7 separate regions of the Mus musculus genome follow, and regions 2, 3, 4, 5, 6 and 7 are each linked to region 1. A link is a contact called in public Hi-C, HiChIP or PLAC-seq, Micro-C and promoter capture Hi-C data. All regions are on one chromosome and are shown on one strand. The core of a region is the stretch at or near the end of the contact, and the rest is flanking DNA. Distances in the headings are between cores, read along the strand shown. Region 1 holds the start of Zfp217 (zinc finger protein 217). Region 2 holds the start of Rbm38 (RNA binding motif protein 38). Region 3 holds the start of Ube2v1 (ubiquitin-conjugating enzyme E2 variant 1). Region 4 holds the start of Tfap2c (transcription factor AP-2, gamma). Region 5 holds the start of Rtf2 (replication termination factor 2). Region 6 holds the start of Cass4 (Cas scaffolding protein family member 4). Region 7 holds the start of Cstf1 (cleavage stimulation factor, 3' pre-RNA, subunit 1).

The links. Promoter capture Hi-C pulls out the DNA fragments that hold promoters and counts their contacts. Hi-C and Micro-C count contacts between places; a contact is called where the count stands out from the background. HiChIP or PLAC-seq counts read pairs in DNA pulled down with a chosen protein or histone mark.
Region 2: a Micro-C map of the G1E-ER4 cell line shows a contact between it and region 1, with 5 times the contacts expected there. The contact joins the promoter of Rbm38 here to the promoter of Zfp217 in region 1. A contact is called at or near these places in 2 of 39 promoter capture datasets (the 3T3-L1 cell line and the HPC-7 cell line), 3 of 484 Hi-C or Micro-C datasets (all in the G1E-ER4 cell line) and 1 of 115 datasets of contacts at active chromatin or transcription factors (large pre-B cells).
Region 3: a contact with region 1 is called in a Micro-C map of the G1E-ER4 cell line, with 9 times the contacts expected there. The contact joins the promoter of Ube2v1 here to the promoter of Zfp217 in region 1. A contact is called at or near these places in 1 of 39 promoter capture datasets (erythroid cells) and 1 of 484 Hi-C or Micro-C datasets (the G1E-ER4 cell line).
Region 4: a contact with region 1 is called in a promoter capture Hi-C map of hippocampal neurons, with 8 times the contacts expected there. The contact joins the promoter of Tfap2c here to the promoter of Zfp217 in region 1. A contact is called at or near these places in 2 of 39 promoter capture datasets (embryonic stem cells and hippocampal neurons), 1 of 115 datasets of contacts at active chromatin or transcription factors (astrocytes) and 1 of 9 other capture datasets (embryonic stem cells).
Region 5: a contact with region 1 is called in a Hi-C map of B cells, with 7 read pairs. The contact joins the promoter of Rtf2 here to the promoter of Zfp217 in region 1. A contact is called at or near these places in 11 of 39 promoter capture datasets (the 3T3-L1 cell line, 3T3-L1-derived adipocytes, the C10 cell line and 6 more), 1 of 484 Hi-C or Micro-C datasets (B cells), 2 of 115 datasets of contacts at active chromatin or transcription factors (T-cell acute lymphoblastic leukemia and large pre-B cells) and 1 of 9 other capture datasets (adipose tissue).
Region 6: a contact with region 1 is called in an H3K27ac HiChIP or PLAC-seq map of large pre-B cells, with 5 times the contacts expected there. The contact joins the promoter of Cass4 here to the promoter of Zfp217 in region 1. A contact is called at or near these places in 7 of 39 promoter capture datasets (the C10 cell line, the HPC-7 cell line, cranial neural crest and 3 more), 1 of 484 Hi-C or Micro-C datasets (B cells) and 1 of 115 datasets of contacts at active chromatin or transcription factors (large pre-B cells).
Region 7: a contact with region 1 is called in an H3K27ac HiChIP or PLAC-seq map of embryonic stem cells, with 4 times the contacts expected there. The contact joins the promoter of Cstf1 here to the promoter of Zfp217 in region 1. A contact is called at or near these places in 1 of 484 Hi-C or Micro-C datasets (the G1E-ER4 cell line) and 5 of 115 datasets of contacts at active chromatin or transcription factors (astrocytes, embryonic stem cells, extraembryonic endoderm stem cells and 2 more).

What each region holds. Positions count from the first base shown.
Region 1 is chr2:170,129,463-170,132,747 of GRCm38.p6, reverse strand. It overlaps Zfp217 (zinc finger protein 217), which reads left to right and starts at 1,528. Exons shown (of 6, transcript NM_001033299.3): 1 at 1,528-1,700.
Region 2 is chr2:173,020,364-173,023,648 of GRCm38.p6, reverse strand. It overlaps Rbm38 (RNA binding motif protein 38), which reads right to left and starts at 1,747. Exons shown (of 4, transcript NM_019547.2): 1 at 1,379-1,747; 2 at 734-857; 3 at 268-322. The coding sequence starts at 1,609.
Region 3 is chr2:167,630,302-167,633,586 of GRCm38.p6, reverse strand. Ube2v1 (ubiquitin-conjugating enzyme E2 variant 1) reads left to right here and starts at 1,582. Exons shown (of 4, transcript NM_023230.2): 1 at 1,582-1,647. The coding sequence starts at 1,626. Gm31852 (a long non-coding RNA gene) reads right to left here and starts at 1,113. Exons shown (of 3, transcript XR_375265.4): 1 at 754-1,113; 2 at 333-451.
Region 4 is chr2:172,547,846-172,551,130 of GRCm38.p6, reverse strand. It overlaps Tfap2c (transcription factor AP-2, gamma), which reads right to left and starts at 1,538. Exons shown (of 7, transcript NM_009335.2): 1 at 1,249-1,538. The coding sequence starts at 1,296.
Region 5 is chr2:172,438,809-172,442,093 of GRCm38.p6, reverse strand. Rtf2 (replication termination factor 2) reads right to left here and starts at 1,516. Exons shown (of 9, transcript NM_025542.2): 1 at 1,355-1,516. The coding sequence starts at 1,423.
Region 6 is chr2:172,392,188-172,395,472 of GRCm38.p6, reverse strand. Cass4 (Cas scaffolding protein family member 4) reads right to left here and starts at 1,829. Exons shown (of 7, transcript NM_001080820.3): 1 at 1,468-1,829. The coding sequence starts at 1,503.
Region 7 is chr2:172,369,297-172,372,581 of GRCm38.p6, reverse strand. It overlaps Cstf1 (cleavage stimulation factor, 3' pre-RNA, subunit 1), which reads right to left and starts at 1,579. Exons shown (of 6, transcript NM_024199.2): 1 at 1,555-1,579. It overlaps Aurka (aurora kinase A), which reads left to right and starts at 2,012. Exons shown (of 9, transcript NM_001291185.1): 1 at 2,012-2,109.

The DNA of each region.
Region 1 (3,285 bases), core at 279-2,778:
GAAGTCTTCTGCTTATGAATGCTTGCTGAGCTGTTGCGTTTTGATCGTGAATATTTATAAGGCTTTAACCTTATAAATATTATAGTTTATGATATTTATAGGGTAAATATAATACTTTAGAGAAAGATATTAATCTGTGGTGAGAAAAGGAACCCTAGTACTAAAAATGATCAATATCTTCTGGGCTTGGATGAGAATCAGGGCTGGCTTAAGGATCTACTTCCAGCGATGCTAATTAATTGTGAGTAAGTAATTGATTCACTTCCTTTGAAAAAAAAGACTAACGAGACCATATGTGGGTTGGTAGTTCTATGTAAAATGACAGCAAAAACATTCTACAAGGCAGGTTCTTGCCCCTTGCTAAGCTGTCTTCTTGAATTCTTCTTCCTATTTATTAAGGACTGCGTTGCTTACCAGTTCCGGTCGGTTCTTTTTTGTCCCGTTCCCCCCCAACCCCCACGCTTCTTTTTGATTTAGGAAATGGGTATGTATGCTTTTCTTGATGTTTTCCCACTTTTTGATACACCGAGGGCCAGCTTGAAAAAGAAACAAACAAGTTGACTGTTCGGTGTTAAGCAATAAATCTATTTTACATTTGAGTTCATTTGCATTTTGGAGCAGAAAAATTATTGGATGTGATTGTGGCCGCCATAGTTCCTCCCTGGGGCTTGCTTAAAACGGGACATCAGTCCCAGGCCTTTGGAGTCAAACCTTTTCCTGTCTTATCTTCTTTCATCTTTAATACGAGTCAGGAACAAAACAGAAGGGAAACGCTTTAAGTGAGATGGGCATAAAGAAGTGTGTGGTTTTTGTTTTTGAGCACACTTTTAAGCCTAGTTTCACTCAAATGAATTTCTCTGCAAACTAAGATTTATTAGGTACCAAGTCCAAATTCAGATATGAAACTATAATAGAAACACAAGCCCAGGGTGTTAAGGAAGAAATAAAAAGGCTTTTTGAAGATAACAATTTAAGAGAAAATTTATTCTTTTTAGGTCTCGGACCTTCCTCACATTGACTCTCTGAAAGTGTTAACCTTCACAACACCTCAGAACACCGCTATCCTGTGAGCTCCCGAAGCCAGTGGCAAGGTTGGTTTATTTTTAAATTTTTATTATTATTATTGTTGTTGTTCGTGATTCTGGGCGACCGGGGAGTTGGGCAACCGGCCCCTCCCCTCCTCTTCCCTCCCCTCCCGGGGCGCACCTTGCAAGGGAGGGGGAGGCGGCGAGGGAGGACTGGCTGTGCGCCTGCGTGCTGCGTTTGCAGCCCCCCCCTCCATCCCCAGAATACCTGTCACTGGAACCGCCCGGGCGCGAGCGCGCCACGTTAGGCCGGATGGCGGGACACGGCGCGGGGCGCGCGTGCGCGGGAGCCCACGGGGTGGGAGTGGGGTGCGCGCGCCGCTCCGCGGGGCTCGCGCCTCGGGGGGTCCGAGGGGGGCGTGGCCCGCAGCGGTGGGCGGGTCGGGGACGCGCTTGCGCACACGCGCGGTCACAGAGGGGGCGTGGCCGGGGGCGGGGCGTCAGGCGGCGCGGCCGGGGGGGAGGGCGCAACAGCTGCTGCGAGCACTTTCTGCCCCAACAGTCCCCCCGCCGGACGCCGGCCGCCCGCCCGCCCGCGCAGGGACCCCGCGCCTGCACTGTCCCCGCGCGGACGAGTAGGGGGCGCCCGCGCCGCTCCCTCGCCCCGCGCCGGAGGTGAGCCCGGCCCCCCGGAGCCTCTGTGGGGGTGGGGGTCCCGGCGCCCGCGGCCGTGGGAGGCGGGCATGGCGCGGCCCCGTCCCGGTCCCCGCGCCGTCGGGGCTAGCGGCAGACGCACAAAGGCCGCGCCGCCTCTGCCGCTCCTTCAGCCCCGCGGCTGGGCGGTGCAGCCGGACGGCCGCAGGTAAAGGGGCGCCGGGGCCGCGTCCCCACGGCTGCGGCCGCGCGTGGGGCTGGGAGGGACGGCCGAGACAATGGCCTGCCCGGCGCGGCGTGGCCGTCGGGGGTCCGGGCCCCTGCGGGAGCTGCGTCCTGCCAACCAAGGAAGGTGTTCGGTTTCACTCCCAAACTTAGAACGTCCCGCAAACTCCCGTGGGAAGTTCGTGCGGGTTGGCGGGAGGCGGCACCGCACATCCGAGGGCGCCGCCCCGTGCGCCTCAGTTTAGCCTCAACGCGAGCGGGCGCGCAGTGAAGGGCGCCCCCGCCTCAGACCCTCGGCGCACGGGAAGCGCATTCTTGGGCGGGGAGGGTGGGGGTGGGGACAGCGGGCGGGGATTTTTCCCGAAAGGTTTGCTTCCTGAAGTGAGCCGAAGTCCCGGGGGCCCACTTCTGGGACCCCCAGTGGGGGCCGGTCCGCACTCACACAGTAGTAGAAACTTTTAAACTTTTTATTGTTTGGGTCGGGGGCTCGGGGTGGTCGTTCCCAACCTTAAGGGCTGTGTCCTGTGAGCCTTAGTTTCTTTCTCTGAGAAACAGGCATTCCTGAGCATGCGTTGATTAAGGGGCACCAGCTTGGGGTCCAGGGCTGTAGGGCACCATGTGTACCCCAGGATCCCGTGGCCAGTTTCCTGGTTTGGGATGGGTTGGAGCCATTAAGTTGTATGTTTTAAGAGGCCTAGGTCTGATTTAGTTCAGGTTGATTCAATTATGTCTTCATCCCTTTTGAGGTGGTTGAATAACTTGACATGAGATTAAGGCCAACAAAAGAGGAGGCAGGGTAGCCACAGCTGCTGGCCATGCCTGGCAACTAGGTAGGGGCCTCAGGGGGCCTTTCACCTCTCTTTGTAAGAGAAAAACGTCCACAGCCTTCTTGACTACTTTTCCCAGAGTAAATCGACCACCTTGGTACCAAATTGGATATCAGATGTTAAGTTTTTGTTTCGAGAAGGATTAGTAACAGGTCTAGTTTCAAAAAAAAAATTTTTTTTTTTTTTTTGTAGTGACAAGTGCAGAGAACTAACCTTACTGCTTTCTGTCTGGGGAGTGTATCTATCAGACCACTAGTTGGTGCTTAGTTACTGTGCTGAGAACTTTTAAGGTGTGTCCTTACTGGTAGATGACTTTTCCCCCTCCTGCTGGAGAAGTCGTATTTATTTTAGATACTGTTTTTTCAAACCTGTGGAGCCTGGTGGTATATTTAGGCTATCTGGTTATTTTGGTTTTAATTTTGAATCCTGATTTGATTGAGTCCCTCCACCATGCTGCCAGCTTTCCAGTTATGTAAGTATAAAATCCAAGAGGCAGTGACCTCTGAAGACTGAGTTGTGGATAGTTAGCATTAGTCATCCCTGGGAACTTCCAT
Region 2 (3,285 bases), core at 498-2,997, 2.9 Mb before region 1:
CTGCACAGGTGAGGAAGTGGATGCCCATGTGACACCTGGCTGAGGAGGTGTCGCATAACTGGGGGCAAGGTACACACCAGGCTCGAAGACATGTGCTCCCCTCTGGGTTAGAGAAATGCAGTGGGTCTTATCTCTCCCTCCACACCCCCAATACACAATCTAATTTCTGAAAACAGCCATTCCCCAGCCCTGAGAAGAGCTGAGAGGTCCACAGCTGTCCCACCTCAAGGCCTTCCTTCCCACCCACAGCCAGCTACAGCCACTCACCCGTAGGTGCGCTGGATCAAGGTGGGGTGTAGTTGCTGCACACCAACAGCAAAGCCTAAAACAAGAGAGCAGTTAGGAACAGCACACTGCATGGGTAAGGTCCCAGGGCCACACACAGGGAGGGCAAATAACACGCGCCACTCTCCTGGTCAAAGCACATTAAGTCCACAGGCTGTACCAGCTTTTCGGGATGATCCCCTGCCTGGTCGGCATCTGACTTCTTCCCTCCCCAAGAGTAGGAGACTTTGGAAAAAAAAAATCATTATCCCTGGGACCATAAACTGCCGAGAAAGAGGAGCAAGCTCCCAAGCCAGGGGTGGTTGCCCTGGGCTGCCTCTGCAGGCACATGATTGCTGGCTGCCACTCGGGGACAAAGGGGGAGCGGGGGCAGCGTTTTTCCATCAGACAGATACCAAAGCTGAATATAGAAACAAGGAGGGCTGGAAAGAAAACTCAAAGCTCTTACCCGTCTGTAAGCTCCTAGGCTTGGCACCCAGGTAGGCCAGGTTCACATTGGCCTTGCGACCATCGATGATAGGGTTAGGGTCTTTGCAAGCCCTATCAGCCGCTGCCCGATCTGCCATGGTCACCTGCAGGAACACAGAGGGTCAGGGGCTTTGGTGGCTGGCTGAGGAAAACAAGGCAGAGAAGGGAAGGGGGTTTTGCCCGGGCATCGGGCCATCTCTGGGTCTTTCCTCCCAGAAGAGTATCTGGTATTTAGGACCCTTGGGGCACTGTCTTCTCTGCCTCCAGGGCTGCAGCTCCTTCCCCAAAGTTCAAGTGCGGAGTGCCTTCAAGGACAGCGACAATCCCCTAGGAAGTGGAGTAAAGGGAACCTCAAGGGGAGTCCTCCCCACCCCCCCGCTGTCCAGGCCATCAGTAAGTACCGTTAACTTTCTCAGAGAATTAGTTTGGGGACACTAGAGTGGAAGGAAGTGGGAAACCGTCTTCAAGTCGCTGGCGCTAACAGCTTACGCTTCTTTGGGGCAGCTGGAAAGTGTGGGGGAAGGGCCGACGGCCCCGGGAAGCCCCGGAGTCCCGGCTGCGCGCGGCGGGTCTGGGAGGCGGTGGGGGAGGGGCGGCGGCAGGTGCGCGCGCCGCGGGCACTCACGAAGCCGTAGCCGCGGGACTTGCCGGTCTGGCGGTCGGTGATGACCACGGCCTCCTCGATGTCTCCGAAGCCCTCGAAGTACTTTCTGAGCGATGCGTCGGTGGTGTGGTAGGGCAGGCCGCCCACGAAGATCTTGGTGAACGTGGTGTCCTTCTGTGAGCCGTGCATGGCGCTGGGGGCGGCGGACGGCCGCGGAAACACACTCGGGGAGCACGCGGGCTGCAGCAGCATCGGGGCCGCCGCTACCGAGCCGGCCGGCGCATGCGGGGGTGTCCCAGGCCGAATCCGAGTTCCCCACGCTGTCCCGCGCCGCTTCTCCGTCCGCCGCGAAGCGTCTACTCCGCGCCCTGCGAGCTGCCGGCCGCCTTTGTAGCCGGCCACGCCCCGCGGTCACGCCCCTCTCGTTTAAGACACGCCTTTGGAAGCGGGGGCCGCCGGGAATTGTAGTTCTAAGTACGTCCCGCGTGCCAGGACGCGGGTCCGGCGAATGAGGTGACTTAGCCCCTAGGTGCTCGCCGGTATCAGCTTGTCTGTCTCGCGGGGCGCACGGTCCGGTATATTCCAAGCGTTGCTTGATTCAGTGGTTTACACCCGAGCGACTAGGGGTGCAAACGTACTTGTTAAAAGGTCCGAAAAAAAAAAAAAAAAAGGTCCGAAGGAGTGCCTCAGCTACTCATTCGCGAACCCTTGTGGTTTGATCTCCCCATCACAAAAACCTGGCTGGTGACACACACCTGTAAACCCAACACTCAAGAAAGAGAGTCAGTTCAAGGCCACCCTTGGCTATATACTAAGTTTGAGGCCAGCTGGACTAAATCATACCCTGTCTCCAAAAAATAAAAAATAAAAATAAAGGGCAAAGTGAATTTGCCATGTTTATAAAAATAATTCACACGCACACCATAATACATCACACGTACTTTGGCGGTCCTGTGGTGTCAGGGATTCTCTGCTGGGACTTCAACAATGGCATACCCCGGGACACTAGGTAGTCTGTGAAAATGAGGGCTAATCGATAGTGAATACACCTTTTACAGTCTTGTAGAAAGCTAAGAGCTTTCTACTTTCTACTTTCTACTGTGAGGAAGAACAAAGGCGGCTGGGCTCCCATGTCACTGACATGGGACCGCCTGTGGGGTCACCCTTAGCAGGAGAACAAGCAGAAGGCATGACATGGCCTGTGTAGAACGTGGGCCAAGGCTGGGACCATGATGCCAGTCTGCAGAACTCTTCCCCACCAGCGCAAATGCAAACGTGGGGCCCTTGTTAGAGACAGAAATTTCAAACAGCCGAGTGGAATACACCGGTGATCCTAATACTGAGGAGTTGGGAGGGTGGGAGGGTTCCGGGTCCATACCCTGCTACACAGAAAGTCAGAAGCTAGCCTGTATGATGGGAAACCATAAAATAGAAAGAAGAAAATGGGAATTTCAGCACAGAAGCAGGCACGATGCTTTAGCCTCCGGGCCAGGAAGCAGCCCTGATCCTGCGTCCCTCATGTCCCCATTCCTGGTTATCACACTGGGACCTGAAGACCTACAGCTTTTAGTGGGGCTAAAACTGGCCTGGCCCCACTGGTCAAGGCGGACAGTAAGGCAGGCAGCCTCTGGGCAGGTTCAGCCCCAGTCAGTCTAGTCCCCTTCACACAGAGCAGAACTCCGAGCCTGCTGGGGATACCCCTGCCCAGCGCCTCACTCTCTTGGCTTTACCTTCCTCGCTTCAAGTTTCCTTTGCTGTAAGGCTTGTTCTCCCCAGACCCTACCCAACCGGGGCTTCTTTCTGGTCTAAGGTCTTCTGCTGCTGACGGAGCTCTCTAGCAAGTGTTGCTCAAGGCGTAGCGTAGGGATTAGCAAGAGAGGCGTCTGTTGAGTGAATCCCTGGTGGAACGTAAAGAGGAGGGGGCTCCA
Region 3 (3,285 bases), core at 333-2,832, 2.5 Mb after region 1:
ACTCCTGGCATCTCAAGAGCCTCCAGAGACGATTACAATAGGAGAGCCCAAAGGCTCTGAGGACAGGGAGACCATGTGAGGTTCCAGCAGCCTCGAGAAGAGGCAGAGACACGCTAGAGAGGCCCTGCATGTGTCATAAGGTCAAGGCTAGAGTGAGGCTGTCGTAGTATTGTGGACTCAAACCTGCAGACACTTCGGCAAGCAGGTACAATATTGGGAAACAGGGAAAGCCTTCATAAATACAAGGCCACAGACACGTCACGGCCCCCAGCATAGCCCCAGCCCCGGGAGCAGAGCCTCAGTGTATTGTGCACTCACCCTTCCCAGTTTACCTAGAGACCTGGTTCCCTCTGTTCTGTGGGACAGACTCCTAGGCTGGTGTGCATCTTCTGCAGGACGGTAGTTCTGAGCTTACCACGTACTTCCTCAAGAGGAAATGCAGTGGAGCTACCTAGAATACACCAAACAGATGACAAATGGAATGTTCCAGGAATGTCTCCAGCTTCCTTGCCCCTCTGCTGTCCCTCTTAGCAGTATAATCTGCAGCCTATCTGGCTACTTCATCCTCGATTTCCAAGTCCCCTTAAGGGTTTCACATCAAAGGTGGCTTTGTGATGGGTTTACTCTATATGCAGACAAGTGTCTTCAGACCTTTGCAGGAGGCCTTTTCTGATTCTTCCTGGTGCCCTTTATAGGTTTGTCCCCTATCTTATCATAGGTAAAATGTATATTTATCTATTTATATTGGCTTACTTGTTCTCTGTCCAACTAGAATGTAGCAATTGAGAAGAGAATCTCATTTCGTGGAGACATTGCCATGTCCGGCACCAAGCACAGTTCTCCCACATAATTCCATCTCTAAGAAGAACTCTAAAACACAAGCCTGCAACCCCAGCATGAGGCAGAAGCCGAAGAATCAGACAGCCAAGGTCATCCTCTGTATAGTGGGCTCTTGGACAGCTGAGTTGAGAGCATGTCTCGAACAAAACCCCTAAACAAACAAACAAACAAACAAACAAGCAGAATGCATGTCTCAAGGTTGGTGGTTCTCAAGCCCCTAGCTGCACCTTGTCCCTACATGCTTCAGGCCCCAGAACAGCAACAGTGCCGGAAACAAGATTGTACTGGCCCACAATTTGACGCATTCAGGCCTTTCGGTGTTATTTTTCTCCATATACCCCATAACAAAGATCATCTGGCTTGGGGTCAAATTCTGACTCAGCTACTTAGCAGTTGAGTTGAACTTCATCTCTCGCGGTTTCATTTTCGCTACGTGGTGAGGACACAGGGGGACGGAAACAGCCTGGGAACAGGCGCGGGGCTCCACAGCCCTTCCCCCCCATTCTATTCTCCCGGAAGCGCACGGTCACCCCGGGGCCCTCGAGCCGAGCACCTGCACGCCTCCCCCGCGCTCGGGCTGGGCGGGGCTTGCAGGTTGCCCCGCCCTCATGCTCGCTCACTGAAGACTCGGGCAAAGCCCTTCCCGCCCGGCTCCTGCGACCCCGAGCGGGCGTCAGCGGCACCGTTTGCGGCTGCGCCTACACCTGCGCCTGCGCACTAGCGCCCGGAGAAAAACTCAAGGGGGGGTGAAGAAGGGGCCGGCCTTCGAGCGACAGCGACGCAAGATGGCAGCCACCACAGGCTCGGGTGAGCGGGGGCGCCGGGCGTGCTGGCGGACGGGGCGCGGGCTCCCTGGGCTTGGTCCCGGTCTAGCGGAGGCCATGGTGGCCGGGACAGGGCTCCGCGCTGTCCCTGCGGCTGCGTTTGGCTGCTCGGCCGGGCCTGGGACCATCAGGCGGCGGCCGGAAGCCCGGGCGGGGGCAGCCGGGCCGTGGGCGGTGCGGCCAAGCCGGAGGCTCGGGCGCCTCCGGGGGGCGGGGGGTGGGGGAGAGGCCGGCAGAGGGGCCGAGTGTGCTCGGGAATGCCCGGGCGAGGTCCCGCTGGGAGCTGGCCCGGGCGACTGGGAGCCGGGAATGCCCGGCGGGGGTACGCGGGCGCAACCCTAGGGAACACGCACGGAGCCTCGCGGGCCGCAGGCGAGGCCGCCGGGGCCCCGCGTCAATTTAGGGTCGGGGCTGCTCTCATCGTGGTGGTCGCTTCCCAGGGAAATCCGGGCACCTGCACGGGCTGAGCCCGGGCGTTCTGCCGTGGGAGCAGGCCTGGGTTGCAGAGACCAGGGATAGGTTTCAGAAGGCGCGCTGGGAGCCGAGCGCCGCGTTGGATGGGCACGAGCAGGTGCCTAGGAAGCCCTGGTGTGTGTGTCGGGGGGTGGGGTGGGGTCTGTTGGGGCGTGTCGCCATTGGGAAGGCTCCTGCAGTGGGGAGAATGGGATGGGGTGCAGTCCCGCAGATGCTGCTTTTAGAGAAGAAAAACCTCTTCCTGCGGGGAGCGGATGGAGGAAGTGCCTGTCACTCCTAATCCTTCTGCGAATTGGGGGAAAATATGTGGGTTCAACTCAGAAACTCTCCATTATCTGGATGGGTAGGAGAGGAGCAGTGAAATGAGAGCCCTTGGATCAAATGGAAGGGATAGCAAGAGGGTAAAGGGGATGCTCTTAGGGGAGAAGCTCTTGTCGGTCTCTGATGGGCTAAGAAGAGAAGGCCAGATGGGGAGACCCGAAGGGTCTGCTGCCTTAGAACCGGCAACCTGTACTTGATTATGAGCCATGGACTCTGGCAGGCTAGAGAAGGTGGAGTGGGTTTGGTGAAGGAGATCCCCCGGGGTCTGGGAAGGCATGGGAGTCTGCTTTTCCAATGAAGGATTCAGGAGAGAGTGGGTGCTCCCTTCTGGTGTGGGGCTATATCCTCGGGAGTCTGTTGGTGGAGGTGAGCAAGGGGTAAGGACAGGCCACCAGCCTAGGCACTGGTGTTTTGGGGCTGTGAGGCCACCAGAGGAGATGTTGTGGGGTGGGAAGCAGAGAGGTGCTGCCTGCAGTGACCCACCACACAGTGCCTGGTGTGTCCTGGAGAAGACTGCGGAGCCAAGTCAGTCCATTTCCTGACAAACACATGGCGGTGGGCACTTGGGAAGACCCAGTCTGCCACAGGCTGTACTGGGGTGGGATGCAGGGTATCTCGCAGAGAGGTGCCAGGCAGCCAGTACTGGGGTGGCCCTACCAGTCAGCACTGCTTGTCCTTGCTTTAGGACATCTCAGGATCCGGTTTGACAGCCACTTCTAACTTCTGAGGCCCTGCCCGTGCCTCAGGAGTGCAGATAGAAACAGCAGCTCAGCAGCAGCTGCTGTGTACAGAATCCAGAAGAGTTTGGGCTGGGTGAGGCTCAGTG
Region 4 (3,285 bases), core at 289-2,788, 2.4 Mb before region 1:
TTACCCGTGCCCCAGGGGTTCGGCGTGCGGCGACCTCGGCGCACAGCGCCCTCGTTCAACAACCCTCCTCCCATGTCGCTGCGGCGCGCAAATAGCGCGGATAATGCGCAACGCCGACGAAGGGCGCGTTTCCCCGCCCCAAGGATCATCCCCCTCTCACTCCCTTAAGAGGCGGCCGCGCCGCGGAAGTGACACTCTCAGGTAAGGCCTCATAGTAATGTCGTCCGGAGAGACCGGGAGCCGACACGCGGGATCGGAGCTGTGATCCTTGCTAGCCAAGCCCGTGCCTTCTGCGCCTTAGGAAGTGAGGTCTTCCAGCCCGGCCATGGTCAAGGTTCTCACACATCCCGGTGTAGAGAAGGAATGAAAAGACTCTGCCAAACTGGGCAACCTTTGCCTGCGCACGTCCCCTCGCCCCAAGGCGGTCAGACTTAATTCCTAAAAGATGTGTCTTCATCAGTCCCAGGGGTCAGAAGGGTAGCAGGGACACAGGAGCGGGGCACTGTCGCCCCCTAGCGGAAGCCGCCCGGGCATGCACGCAGGGGCAGCCCCTCGAGGTCGTGCGGGTGCGGTGCGCTCCCGCAGCCTGGCCGCCGGCCTCTCCTCCCCACGTTCCCCGGTGCTCGCCTCGCGCCGCCTGAATCTTCTTCCTCTTCCCGCTCGCCGCCTCCCTCCCTCCTACTCTCCGAAACTCTAGCTCAACCTGTCCGACAGGCTAGAGTACTCGCGAGCGCTCAAGGCCCCATCTGGCTTCACCCCCACCCCACAGTCCCCAACCCCCACTTCTCTTGAAAACCAGGTTGCAGTTGTTTGGACTTTTCTTTTCTTTCTTTCTTTTTTTTTTTTTCTTTCTCGAGGAGGTAGCGGGGCAGGTGACAAGCCTTCCTTGGAGGAGACTCCTCAAAGGTGTCGCTGGCAGGGAAGCTTCCGTGGACACTGGACAGACTTCGTGGGAAAAAAGCCACGTCTGAGACCCGGAGACAGGGCGCTCTTCGGGGAAAATGGAAAGGAGGGCCGTGCGCTTCGTAGGAACCCACAGTTGAGTTCTGCGGGTGGGTTTGCCACGCTCTTGCCAGGCCTTGTCCCCGAGAGACAAGACCAGATTCAACAAGGGGCCCAGGAGATGGCCGAAGACTGGCCCTCATCCCTCCCGAAGGCGAGGGCTCCGCGCAAACGTCCCCAGCCTTGGCCAGCAGCCCTGGGACCCCGCTCGGGCCGGCGGGGCTACGTTCCCTAGCCCCCGCTCACCTCGCAATCCTCTTCATACTTGACATTATCTGTTATTTTCCACAACATGGCGTCCGGCGTCCCCCAAAATAGTCGCCAGTTAAATCCAGGCTCCCCCCACCCCCCGAGCGGTAAATCCACAATCGGGGTCACGGTGGCCAGGCGTCTGCCGCCGCCCCCGCCGCGCGCGCCGGCCTTGCTGTCCCAGTCACTGGACGCGCATCGGTGGCTGTGCACAGAGATGTGGTCGCCGTGGGTGTGTAGAGGCCGCAGCCGTGGACCGGAGAAGCCTCACCCTCACAGTGTGTCCCGGCGATAGCCGGGGGACCCGAACGCCTTAATGGGAAGGAAATTATCATAACTCCTCCCCGGGGGCCGGCGCCGCGCGGAGGCCCAGGCGCCGGGCGGGGCAGCCCCCAGCCAGTCCCTGCCTAGCTCCGCCCCGCACCCTGCCTAGCGTGTTGCAGGACCAGGCGTCGCGAGGGGCTCGCAGGGGCATCAGTGGGCGGTCTCTGACAACCGCAGACCTGCCAAGCTGAGGTGCCCAAACGTGGCTTCCTTTGCCTGCCAGCCCCCTTGCACACCTTAGACTGGCAGAGCTGACAGCTGGGATTTCCCCACCTCAAGAACCGTCCTTCATCCTCCTAAAAAATGGATGTCACTTGAGAGTTGAAGACGCCCCATTCCAGGGTGTCTCAACTCCTGGGGTTCCCTGACACCTCGCCCCAGCTGTTCCGACAGACATTTAAGGATTGGGCTGAGAAATAGCTAAAGTCCCACTGTTCCCTAGTGCCCCCCCCCCCCTTTCCCTCTCCCTGGGTACTTTACTGACCTGCCCACTGAGGGAAGGGAGGGGAAGGATTCCGAGAAGGAGTCCGCTCCCCCAGCTCCAAAGAGGAAACTCACGGTAATACCTGCTGTGAATAAATCGGACAACCGCGTGCTGCAGCTATAGCCCGAAGCTGTATCTGGCTGCGGGCCGTGGCTGGAGGAGACCCGAGCTCCCCCGCCCAGGCCCATCCCTGCTGCGATGCCCAGCCCTGCGGAGCGCCGGTTCTGCAGCTGTCACGGGCGGCTCTTCAGAAGCCTCTACTCGCCCAGGAAAAGAGGTTCCAGGCAGAATAAACCTCCATCGCCACGGGCCGCGTGGAATGAGGTGCTGTAAAGTGGGAGGGGGACTACAGGGAGGTCGCCCTGAGATATGGGCACACCTCGTCCCATGGGAGGCAGAAAGCAAAGCTTCTATCCACAGAATGCTGCTGCACCCCAAGATTTTCCGTCCAAGCCAAAAAGCAATACTCAGTGTTATTTTTTAATTCAACGAAACGAAAATAATTGGCCTAATTGTTATAGTTAATTTTTTTCATCCCAAACAGAAAGTCCACAGTTCTCGAGAGCTAATCTTGTTAGTCCGTCCCAACAGTATATGGAGATTGGCTTCAAACAGTGGAATTGGAGGCAGGGACTATTTCGGATTGATTCCGAAGCCAATTACACAATTCTTGATACCCATCAGCCCAGTGGCCAGGACCTGTTGGGAACGTGCCTCCCGTATCCACAGACTAAAATAATTTGCTCTCTTCCTGCTCCTCGTCTGTAAGCATTTCCCTAGACCCAGATAGGCCTGAAGTAAAGTAACTAAAATTAAAATAGATGTTCAAGCCAACCGTTCCCCCATGGTCTTAGAGAATAGCCGCATGCAAAATAGCTTTCTGGCCAGTTGACCCTAACAGACCCAGGAAGTTGAAACCGCGGGAATCAAGGGGGCTTTTCCGGCTAAGTTAAAAAGGCAGGCAATCCAGACCGAGCCTCCAAAACAGAGGCCCTGGAATTAGCGGGAGAAGAGGGCACCTGCTCCAGAAAGAACTGGTGCTGCCCGCATCAAGCTCAGGACTGGGAACGCCAGGTCCCAGGCTCTCTCTGGAAGGCAACTGTCACAGGTCTGGCGGGGTTCCGCTCCTCTCCTGGCCAGGGGGGGCGGTGCGGCTCACCCTACCCCAGGCTTTCCCTGTTCTTCCCACCTCAGCGATAATCCAAGAAGCCCAGGGGGACCGAGTG
Region 5 (3,285 bases), core at 267-2,766, 2.3 Mb before region 1:
AAGAGCCAAGCAGCACACACTGTAACCAGCACTCCGGGGGCTGGGGCAAGCCTGGGCTACCTCACAGCAAGACCTTGCTTCAAGTGGCCCCTCCCCCCCAAGTCATGATGTCACTATGAGTGAGGAATGTTCAGGACGCTGGGGCAAGGTCTATGGTATCTAGAACAGAGTGAAAGAGCTAAAGAGGGGCAGAAGAGAGGGCAAAAAGACAAGCAGAGGTTTGTTCACACAGGACCCAATGGAGTTTATTAGGGATGTGTCAGGAAGTTATGCAGTGTCTTAAGTACAACACTGGATGGGATTCACCTCCCATCCCAAAGTTCTCTGAATGTTGGATCAGGAAACATGATCCTCCCCGTGCTGGGAACTGTATCGGGGGCATTCTCTCCCCGTGCTGGGAACTGTATCGGGGGCATTCTGTGCCTTCTATTATTAAACAGTCATCATCAACACTAGCTTTGAAATGCACATAAATGGATGGGGACAGTGGTTCATGACTCTAGGCCACGTCAGTGGTGTTAACTAACTTTGCGGCATTCAATTTCCCATCCATTAAGTACACACTTTGCTCAATGTCTTGTAAGATTTACAGAATGCCCACGCATTTATTCAAAAATATTCACTGTGGCAGAAACTGTGCTAGTTCTGGAAGAAAAACAGTGCACAGAGTTCACCAGGAGGAGCTTGCAGTCACGTGACCATCAGCTGGGCTCAACCACCAATTCAGAGTGCTAAGAGCTGATAATTAGTTTAAGAAGGGTGTGACTTCACAAAGGGGAATGGTTTGGGGAGACTTTAATACACAAAGCTCAGGCTGGAGAGATGGCTCCGTGGTTAAGCCTGTGTACTGCTCTTCCAAAGGATCCGCGTTTGGTTCTAACAGCCAAGATTAATGGCTCACAAAAACCTGTAGCTCTAGCTCCCGGGCGTCCGATGCTTTCTTCTGGCCTCCTTGGATACCACACTCACACACAAAACATTTTTAAAAAAAGTATTATTCAAATACCAAGGCCTGTTGGCCAACACCTTTAATCCCAGTGCTCAGCAGGCAGAGGTGGGAGTCCCAGCCAGCCAGGGCCACACTGTGAGAGCCTTTCACAAAAACACACAAAGTCCATAAATAGCATCTATCACCGTGATCGTCGCTAGCTACAGATACGTTCCAGTCCTGGCTGGGCCACTAACTAGCTCTCCAGTCTCCGTCCCGTTCAACGTTAATGTTTCAAATCAACACAGCGTCTGTGGGGAGGATCCCAGTCTAACCGTACTGTTCAGTGCCTGCAAACAGTAAACCCTCCACAAGCGCTGTGACCACCGTTCATCCCGAGCCCCGCAGCCCGCAGTCCCCACTGACCTTCTCGACCTTCTTCGGCCCCTTCACCAGCTCGTGCCTCTTGGGGATGGTGCCTCCGTCGCAACCCATCCCAAAGCCGAAATCAGAAACCGTAGCAAAAACCAGAAGCCTTAGCAAAGACGAGAAGCCGTCGCTTCCGGGGTCTCTGGCGAAACCCTACCTACTTCCGGCGCTCCTTGATGACGCACACAACCAGCGCGCCGCGAAAGGGGCGGGGTCGCCGCGCGAGGCCTTGGTCCACACCAATTGTCTTGAAAATCTTGTCCGGGAGTTGGGCGTGGTTTCAGGGCGACGTGCTGGAGCATCCTTGGAGTGCGTCCACTTCCGGTCGTGGGCGGTCCCTGTTTTTTCCTCTGTGGTTCCGTAAGCTTGGGCCTGAGGGAGGACGGGAGAACATTTGTCGGGGTTGTCCCGAGGTCTGCGTCTCTGGCATTTTTGCAGACCAGTAGTGCTGTAAGTCTAAGGAGGAGATGGCCGGAATCTGTCTTCTCAGCTACCTCTCATGTATTTTAAATCCAGACTTAGAAAAGAAAAGACGTTGTGGGTGCTAGAGGGATGGCTCAGTGGTTAAGATCACTGACTGCTCTTCAGAAGTTCTGAGTTCCATTCCCAGCAACCACATGGTGGCTCACAACCATCTATAATGATATCTGATGCCCTCTTCTGGTGTGTTTGAAGACAGCTACAGTGTACTCAAATACATAAAATTAAAAAAAAAAAAAAAAAAAAGACGTGGTGGGTGGGCCTGCTTGTGCGCTACCTAACTGCAGATGCCTGTCGAGGCCTGAAGAGGGTGTTCTATCTTCCTGGGACTGGAGTTGATATGGTTGTGAGCTGCTGGGGTTCTGGGAATCCATCCTGTGCTTACTCAAAGAACAGCAAGCATTCTTAGCCACTGAGCGCCTCTCCACCCTGTATCCAGATGTATTTTGGGCAGAAGCTAGGGCTACAGTGTCTCCAACAAGCTTAGAGTAGCCACTCATCCCATTGTACCAGCTACAGAGATTAGTGCAGACAGAGAAAGGGGAGGGTGATCATATTGGGAAGAGAACAAATAAGGGGTTCAGTGACCCCCTAGTCTGCCTTTGGGGTACTAACATGAGCTGTAGGCCCAGAGGAACAACAGGGGCAAATGGTATGCATAAGTGAGCAGTCCTGGGATAAGTATGGCCTCCTTCATTTCTGTGTCTACACCAGTCCTGCAAGGTGGCCATTCTGAAGCCCACACTGCTTAAAGTGACCAGATAGTCTCAGATGACCATCTTTTCTGCCTTTTCACCCTCACTTAGGGGAGTGCTGTGTCCTCTGGGACTCCAATGCTCCTGGGATCCTAGGTGGTTGCAGGCCTAAGAAGTGACTTACTGTGCCTTCAGCTTTATGACACTAAACACCCTCAACTTGTCGATGGCTCTTTCAAGGGAGAGAGTCACACGTAGGTGTCTTAACAGTAGTTCTGCATCTGATTTTGTGGCTTCTGAAATTTCATAGCTCAAAGGATGCAACTTGCCACAAAATGCAGAGATCAATCAAAGGTTAAAGCCAGGTGGTGGTGGCGCACGCCTTTAATCCCAGCACTTGGGAGGCAGAGACAGGCGGATTTCTGAGTCTGAGGCCAGCCTGGTCTACAGAGTGAGTTCCAGGACAGCCAGGGCTATACAGAGAAACCCTGTCTCAAAACAAACAAACAAAAATTAAGTACAAAATTAGGAACTGGCTCTCTTAGTTTCCTGCCATGGTTGTGTTGCCCCGGTTTAGGGGTGAGAGGAGTGTGCAGGTTCAGAGAACCCCAAAGGCTCACAGGTATTCTGTCCTTAGGGAAACATAGTCTGGCAGTGGTGGTGGTTTGCGGAAAGGTGGAAGTGCCTGTGTAGCCAAGGGTGATCTTGAACTTCTGATCCTCCTGCCTCAGTCTCTTCAATGCTGGGATCACA
Region 6 (3,285 bases), core at 580-3,079, 2.3 Mb before region 1:
TGATGGCCCTGGCTGAGGATGCCTTGAATTCCCCATCATCTTGGGTTACAGGCCTGTGTAGCCCATGCTGGGGACAAAACCCGGGCTTTTGTGCCTGTGAGACAAGTGCTCTGCCAACGGAACAACATCCCCAGCCCAGGAGGGAGGAGTGCAGGGCTGGCTATTTATTTTCACGAAGCTGAACAGCAACAGTGAGCAGAGCTGTAGCATCAGTCGATGTACAGACAGAGGCCGTATGCCGGAGAGACAGACTGCCGGAGAGACAGACTGCCCGGAACTGCGGGGATGCCTTTGGATGAAAGATTTAGTGGGGCTGGCTCAACTACTCACTTCCCCAGCGCTTTGTGGGGCAAGATTCTCAACTCAGATATTTACAAGTCATCTAAACAAGGAGTCGCCACAGACCCCAGCCCTGGATCCCACGCCCAACACTTGTTACTATCACAATGACAAGCAACATTTAATTCCGGCAAGCAGCCTCCCATTTAGCAACTGTTTCATGGCTCTTTTGTATCTACCATTCTATCACATTTTGAAAGAATAGGAGGGGACAGAAAAGCAACGACTGTGAGCTTCACTTTCCTTGTGATCTCTCCTCCTTCTCCCCAAGCCCCCGCATACAGTATGGGTGTGTGAAACCCAAAAGTTGATGTCACAATGTCCTTCTCCATCACCCACCCACTTTATTTGTGTGTGTGTGTGTGTGTGTGTGTGTGTGTGTGTGTGTGTGTGTGTGTGGAGTTGGAGTTGCTTGTCTTAGGGATGCTGGCCAGAGAACTACAGGGACCTTGCTGTCACCTCCTTGCCGTCTCTGGGGTTACAGGTACACGCTTTCATGCCTGTTTTTTTTGTTTGTTTTTGTTTTTTGTTTTTTGTTTTTTTATGTGGGTACTGGGTACTGAATTCAGGTCCTTATGCCTGTATTGCAAGTACCATCGTCACATCTCAGGCTCCAGTGCCCTTCTTGGGTTAGCAGTGTGCCATGCTATACATATGCTATAGGACCGTCTCTTGGTTCCTGGCCCAGACTTGCAGTTTGTACCAGAGTTCCAGTCCCCAGCGCCCAAAGGAACACGAAGGCAGTTCATGGGTGTCCTTATTGGAGTTAGCAAGAGTAGAGCCAAGGTCTAAGCTCTCTCTATTCAAGAGAAGTGAGTGCCCCAAGCCAGTCAGAATCCTTGAGAGCCACACTAAGCACCTTCAGGATGCAGAGAAAGAGAGAATGTTTAAGAAGTTTGCTGAGTGGTGAAGAGACACACAGTGGGGGCTTGGGCTGTCTGCCTCCTGCCGATTTCACCCCATCATTTCCAGTCATCTTGAAACCAACAACTGGTAAAGAGCAAAGCTTTCTCATTCCAAACCTGCCTGCCACTAATAACCTACCCTTCGTGTTCATTAGAGACCCAAAGATAAAAACAGTTGAGTCAACTGTTGCTCTCATGCACTCAGCCCCAATCAGTCACTCACCTTGGGCGCACCCTCTCTGATGCTGGTGCCTCTCATGGCTGTGATGTGAGCAGGGTCCTCGGAGTTCTGCCGCTGATATATCTGGTTCCAGGGACCAATGATGCAATATCACTGCATGCTGCTGGCTGGTTCCCAGGAGCTGGATTCTATGGAACTGTTTGCCAACACATGGAAACAGTCGAGATGATTCTTTCAAGTAAAGAGAGTCAAATGAAAGGAACGGGGGAGGCGGGGCCAGAGCTTCAGGCCACACCCACGCCTCCATGCCTGCTGTCCCACTTCATGGTAAGTGGAGGCTGACACTCCTTTGCTGTGTGAAACCACAAAAGAAGAAGAAGGAGAAAAAAAAAAAAAAAAAAAAACCCACCCTTCTGCTTTACAAGGTGAAGTTCCTACTTTGAGCAGCCCAGCGTAGGATCACACCGCATTCTTGTCCCTTGAAGACTAATGGAACAATTCCCACCCAGCGAGGCAACACATTTCCATGATGAAGCAAAGCTGCTGGACTTCCGCTGAGGGTCAGCATGTCTTCCTTCCTGTCCCCTGCGGTGTGACAGCTGGGGTAACAGGAGTAAACTGCCCTGCTCTGAACCCCACGTTTTCTACACCTTCACTCCAATTCTCCGTGGTTATATTTTAGCGGGCGCTGCTGAGAGCACCAGATACTGCCCCACACTTGGCTCTTTGTGTCAAGCGAGTGCTCTGAACTCATGAAGTGGAGTCCTCACGACTTCCCAAGTTTAAAGTTTCCCTCAACTCAGACCCAATATCCAGAGAGGAGCCACGGAGTACAAAAAAAAAAAAACCAAAAAACAAACAAAACCAAAACCAAAAACAAACAAACAAACAAACAACCCCAAAAAAACCAAACAAACAAATAAGAAAACAAAACAAAAACCCAAAACTAGCTTAGGCTTCATTTCATTTCAGCATAAGGGTCCCCTCTTCTAAGCAGCTCCTCCCAGCTCCCCTGGGATTCGATCTGTAGACCAGGCTGGCCTTAAACTCACCAAGACCCACCTATTTTTGCCTCCCAGGTGTGAGATTTAAAAAGCATGCCATAGCCAGACCACGGTGGCACTCTCCTTTGATACCAGCACTCCCAGAAAGCAGAGGCTGGCTAATCTCAGTGAGTTTAATGATAGCCTGACTTACAAAGTAAGTTTGGGGCCAGCCCCGAACTCAAAGTGGAAAAAAAAAGTAAATTTAAAAAAATTGAACCAGTGAGATGGTTCAGTGGGTGAAGCTGTCAGCTGCTAAGCTGAAAACTTGTTGGAGTTATTGGAATTACACGGTGGGAGAAGAGGACTCCTGCAAGCTGTCTTTCTGACCTCTGCATGCATACTGCCACTCGTGTGCATACTTCCCTCCCCAGATAAAATAAATGCAATCAAAACAAGCAAACAGATAGAATGCTGTCTCTATTTTAAATGGTCTTTAAGGAACCAGTGATCAGCAATCTGCAGGCGACAGTAGCGAAAGGGGGTGACAATGACTAGACAGGATGAACAGGCTCTAGACAAATGTAGAACCGGGCATGCTCCCACCCCCACATCTACAGTGCTGAGACAGGAGAACAGCTGCGACTTTAAGGCTGTTCTGGGCCACCTCAGAGTTCTAGGCCAGTCTGGACTACGGTGTGAATCTGTCTTAGCAAATAGAAGTAGCTGTCAGCCACATGCTCCCTGCCAAAGTCCACAGGGAAGAAGTAGTAATTTCCAGAAGGCTTTTCACAAGAGAGACACATTCTGAAAAGGGTGGGGTGCGTCAGATCAGAGGCAGTGCGAGCTCCATTTTAGGAAACGCTGTAGCTGCAGA
Region 7 (3,285 bases), core at 330-2,829, 2.2 Mb before region 1:
GTGGCTGCCTGGACCACTTTACACCAGCTGGAATGTAAATCTACTAGTGACTGTTGTGCTTATTTTTAAAACTTGTTTCCAGGCAACCGAGCTCATTATTATAATTATACAACTTGATGAGGTAGTACATGAACACACAAATACATCATAAAAAACAAATAAGGATAACAGAATGAAAAAATAAGCTAAGTTCAATGCTTTGGGAAGATCCTAAGTTAAACTGCTTAATAAAAATGTGTCAAGCACATGCCCCATGTCTTTATTCCCAGCACTTGGGATGCAGAGGCAGGCAGATCCCTGTGATATTGAGACCAGCCTTGTCTATAGATCCCTATCACAGGCCAGCCAGGACTACATAGTGGGACCCTATCACAAACAAAAAAATGATTACCATCAAAACAAATAAATGTAAAAATCCAAACACATTATACTCTTAAGATCTAAGCTCTCCAAACAAAACTGATTTCTTAATCAACCTGGGTGGGTAATTTGATAAGTATGTGTGTGGTTAGATGTTTGACTATAGGAGTCTGGAGACATCAAGCAAGAAGGTAGCCTGGAGAAACAGCCAAGAGTTACAATGCTTGCTGACAGACACCCCGGGCTCAGTTTTAAACCAAATGACTAGCAAGGCCACACAGCATAGTACTGACCAGAGTTCTTAACAATAATAACACCATGCAGGTCCTACTGGCAGATGCGGTGCCAAGCACCTAATTAGCATCCAATCACTAAACGAAGCTATTCAATATATTCGTGTTCATTAGAAAGAAATGGGGGCTGGAAAGATGGCTCAGTGGTTAAGAGCACTGTCTGCTCTTCCAAAGGACCTGGGTTCAATTCCCATGGCGGCTTACAACTGTCTCTAACTCCAGTTCCAAGGGGCCTGCCACCTAGACACCAATGCATGTAAAATAAAGCTAAATAAGTTTTTTTTTAAAAAGAAAGAAATGAATACAAATCTACCCCTGCATAAGATATTGGGACACAACAGAGGGTGAAATGTGTTCTAAGAATCTAGGGCACCCGTTCAAGTTAAGCCCTCCCCTTCCCCTCAAAGTTGAGGGGGAGCCTGCACACTCCAGAGCCCAGAACTTAACCATTTGACCTATCATCTTTACTCCTGTCAGGAAACATCTGGGGTTGTATCACGACATTTAAAGAAAACGGGGGTGGGAGAAGGAGGTTGAGCCTTTACTTAACTCCCCGCTTAACTTCCAATGGGACACAGATAACTTATATCCTTCCCGGAGGGGACACCGAGGCACGAGACCGGAGGAGCTCGCCCCCGGAAAGCTAACACCGGGGAATGCAGGGGGCCCAAAGCGAAGCCGCGCGACCACTTCTGCTCAGGGCGGAATTCCGGCTTGGACCCACCGGGACCGAGGCCCTTTGAGAGCCGGGGTGCAGGCCGGGCCGGCCAACTCTAGGACACGGACTTGGGGCGAGCGGCCTCCTGCCATCCTCTCCGTTAGCCCCGGTCCTTCACGTGATCCACTACAGACCCTAGCCAACCACACTAGCCCGCTTCCTTACGCCCCCTTGACCCCGTACCCGCAGATCAGGGTCTCGGTCTCCCGCTCTCTTCTAGAAAAATGGAGGAGCGAATCGTGCCCGATCGATCGCTCGGAGTGCACACCCAGTGCGCACGTGCAAAGGGCATGCAGCCGAGCGCCGAGCATCCCTGCTCCCTCGCAAGTCTGCCCTTCTCGCCATCTTACTCACTGGCACGTTCGAGACGCTCATTCACCGTCTCCGAACTAATCACCTCCGCGACTGCCTTGAATCCAAAGGGCTGTGTGTGACTGGCGAACGCCTGATCCTGGGGAGCACGGCGGGCGATAGAACGGCCGCAGATCGGACGGGCCGTTGGTGCACCACTTCCGGGCTCCGACAGCTCAGTGCGCCTGCGCCCAGCTACGGCAGGGAACGAGCTTCCCATAGTCGCGTTTACGGTGAGCCAATCACAGAACGGCATTGCTCCGGCTCTAGCCAATCAGCTCTTGGAGTAGAGGGTTTGACTCCTATTTTAAAAGGAGAACCTTTGAATTGTAACGGCTGAGCTACCGGGATCGCTTGGAGGCTTCGGTCGGGAGCAGGTTCCTGCCTGTGAGTTGGAAAGGGACATGGCTGTTGAGGGCGAGCCTGGATGCTGCAAACGGATAGGGAAGGCTGTGTGGCGTCGGGGTAATGGACTGTCTCAGTGGGTTTGCATTCTGTTTAAGAAAGGTCCAGACGTTTAAGATTTCCCGGCTTGGTTTTAGGTTCTTGTGGGAATGGGGATCCAGACCATCAGCTAACCGAGTAATTTGCAAACCGATGGTGGATGCGGGAACTGCGGCTTATTGGGGACTGCTTCGGGTGGAGAATCAGAGTCTAAGTCGACTCGACGAGTCTGTGGATGAACGGGAGTTCCCTCGTAGAGTGCCCAGGACTGGTGCTGCTCTTCCCGCAGCCTTCTGAGCAGTTTATGTCGGGACTACTTGAGGGTCTGTTTCAAAGCGCAGACCCGCTAAAGCTCAGTTTGTAGAATATTCCAGAAGTTTTAGGATTGAACACTGCCTTCGTGGTGGCCGCCGCTGTTTATTCCAACAGTAAGGTGGTGGAGGCAGGATCAAGTCAAAGGTCATCCTCAGCTACACAGTAGGTCCGAAAAACCAGCCTAAATTACATCCACATACGTCCCTACCTCAACACCTCCATCCCCACCACACACACACACACACACACACACACACACACACACACACCTAAATGTGTGGTTGCTTACATCAGCAGTCTGAGGCAGGAGGTTAGCCTTCGATTTAAGGCCAGCCACAGCTAATAAGTGAGAGCCTGTCTGGGGATGTAGTTCAGTTAGTAGGGTGCTTGCCTAGCCAGCCCTGGATTCCATTCCCAGCACTTGGAACCCCGAGGATGGTGATGACCTCTGTGGTCCTAGCACTGCGGAACTGCAGGCGGGAGGATCAGGAGTTCAGAGTAATCCTCCACCGTATAGCATGCTCAAGGCCAGCCTGGGATCCATGGAACTCTTGTCTCTACCACAAACATAAAGGTTAGGTGTGGTCTTGCATTCTTTTAATCCCAGCCTTTTGGAGGCAGAGGGAGGAACTCGGTGAGTTCAAGGCCAGCTTGGTCTACCTACATAATGAGTTCCAGAACAGCCAGGACTACCCAGGGAGACCCTGTCTCAAAAAAAAAATCCAAACCTAACAAACAAATCCTGGCTCCACTGCAAATACAGGAAATAGAAACCTCTTAGGGATAAGACCCTGGTGTAGCTAT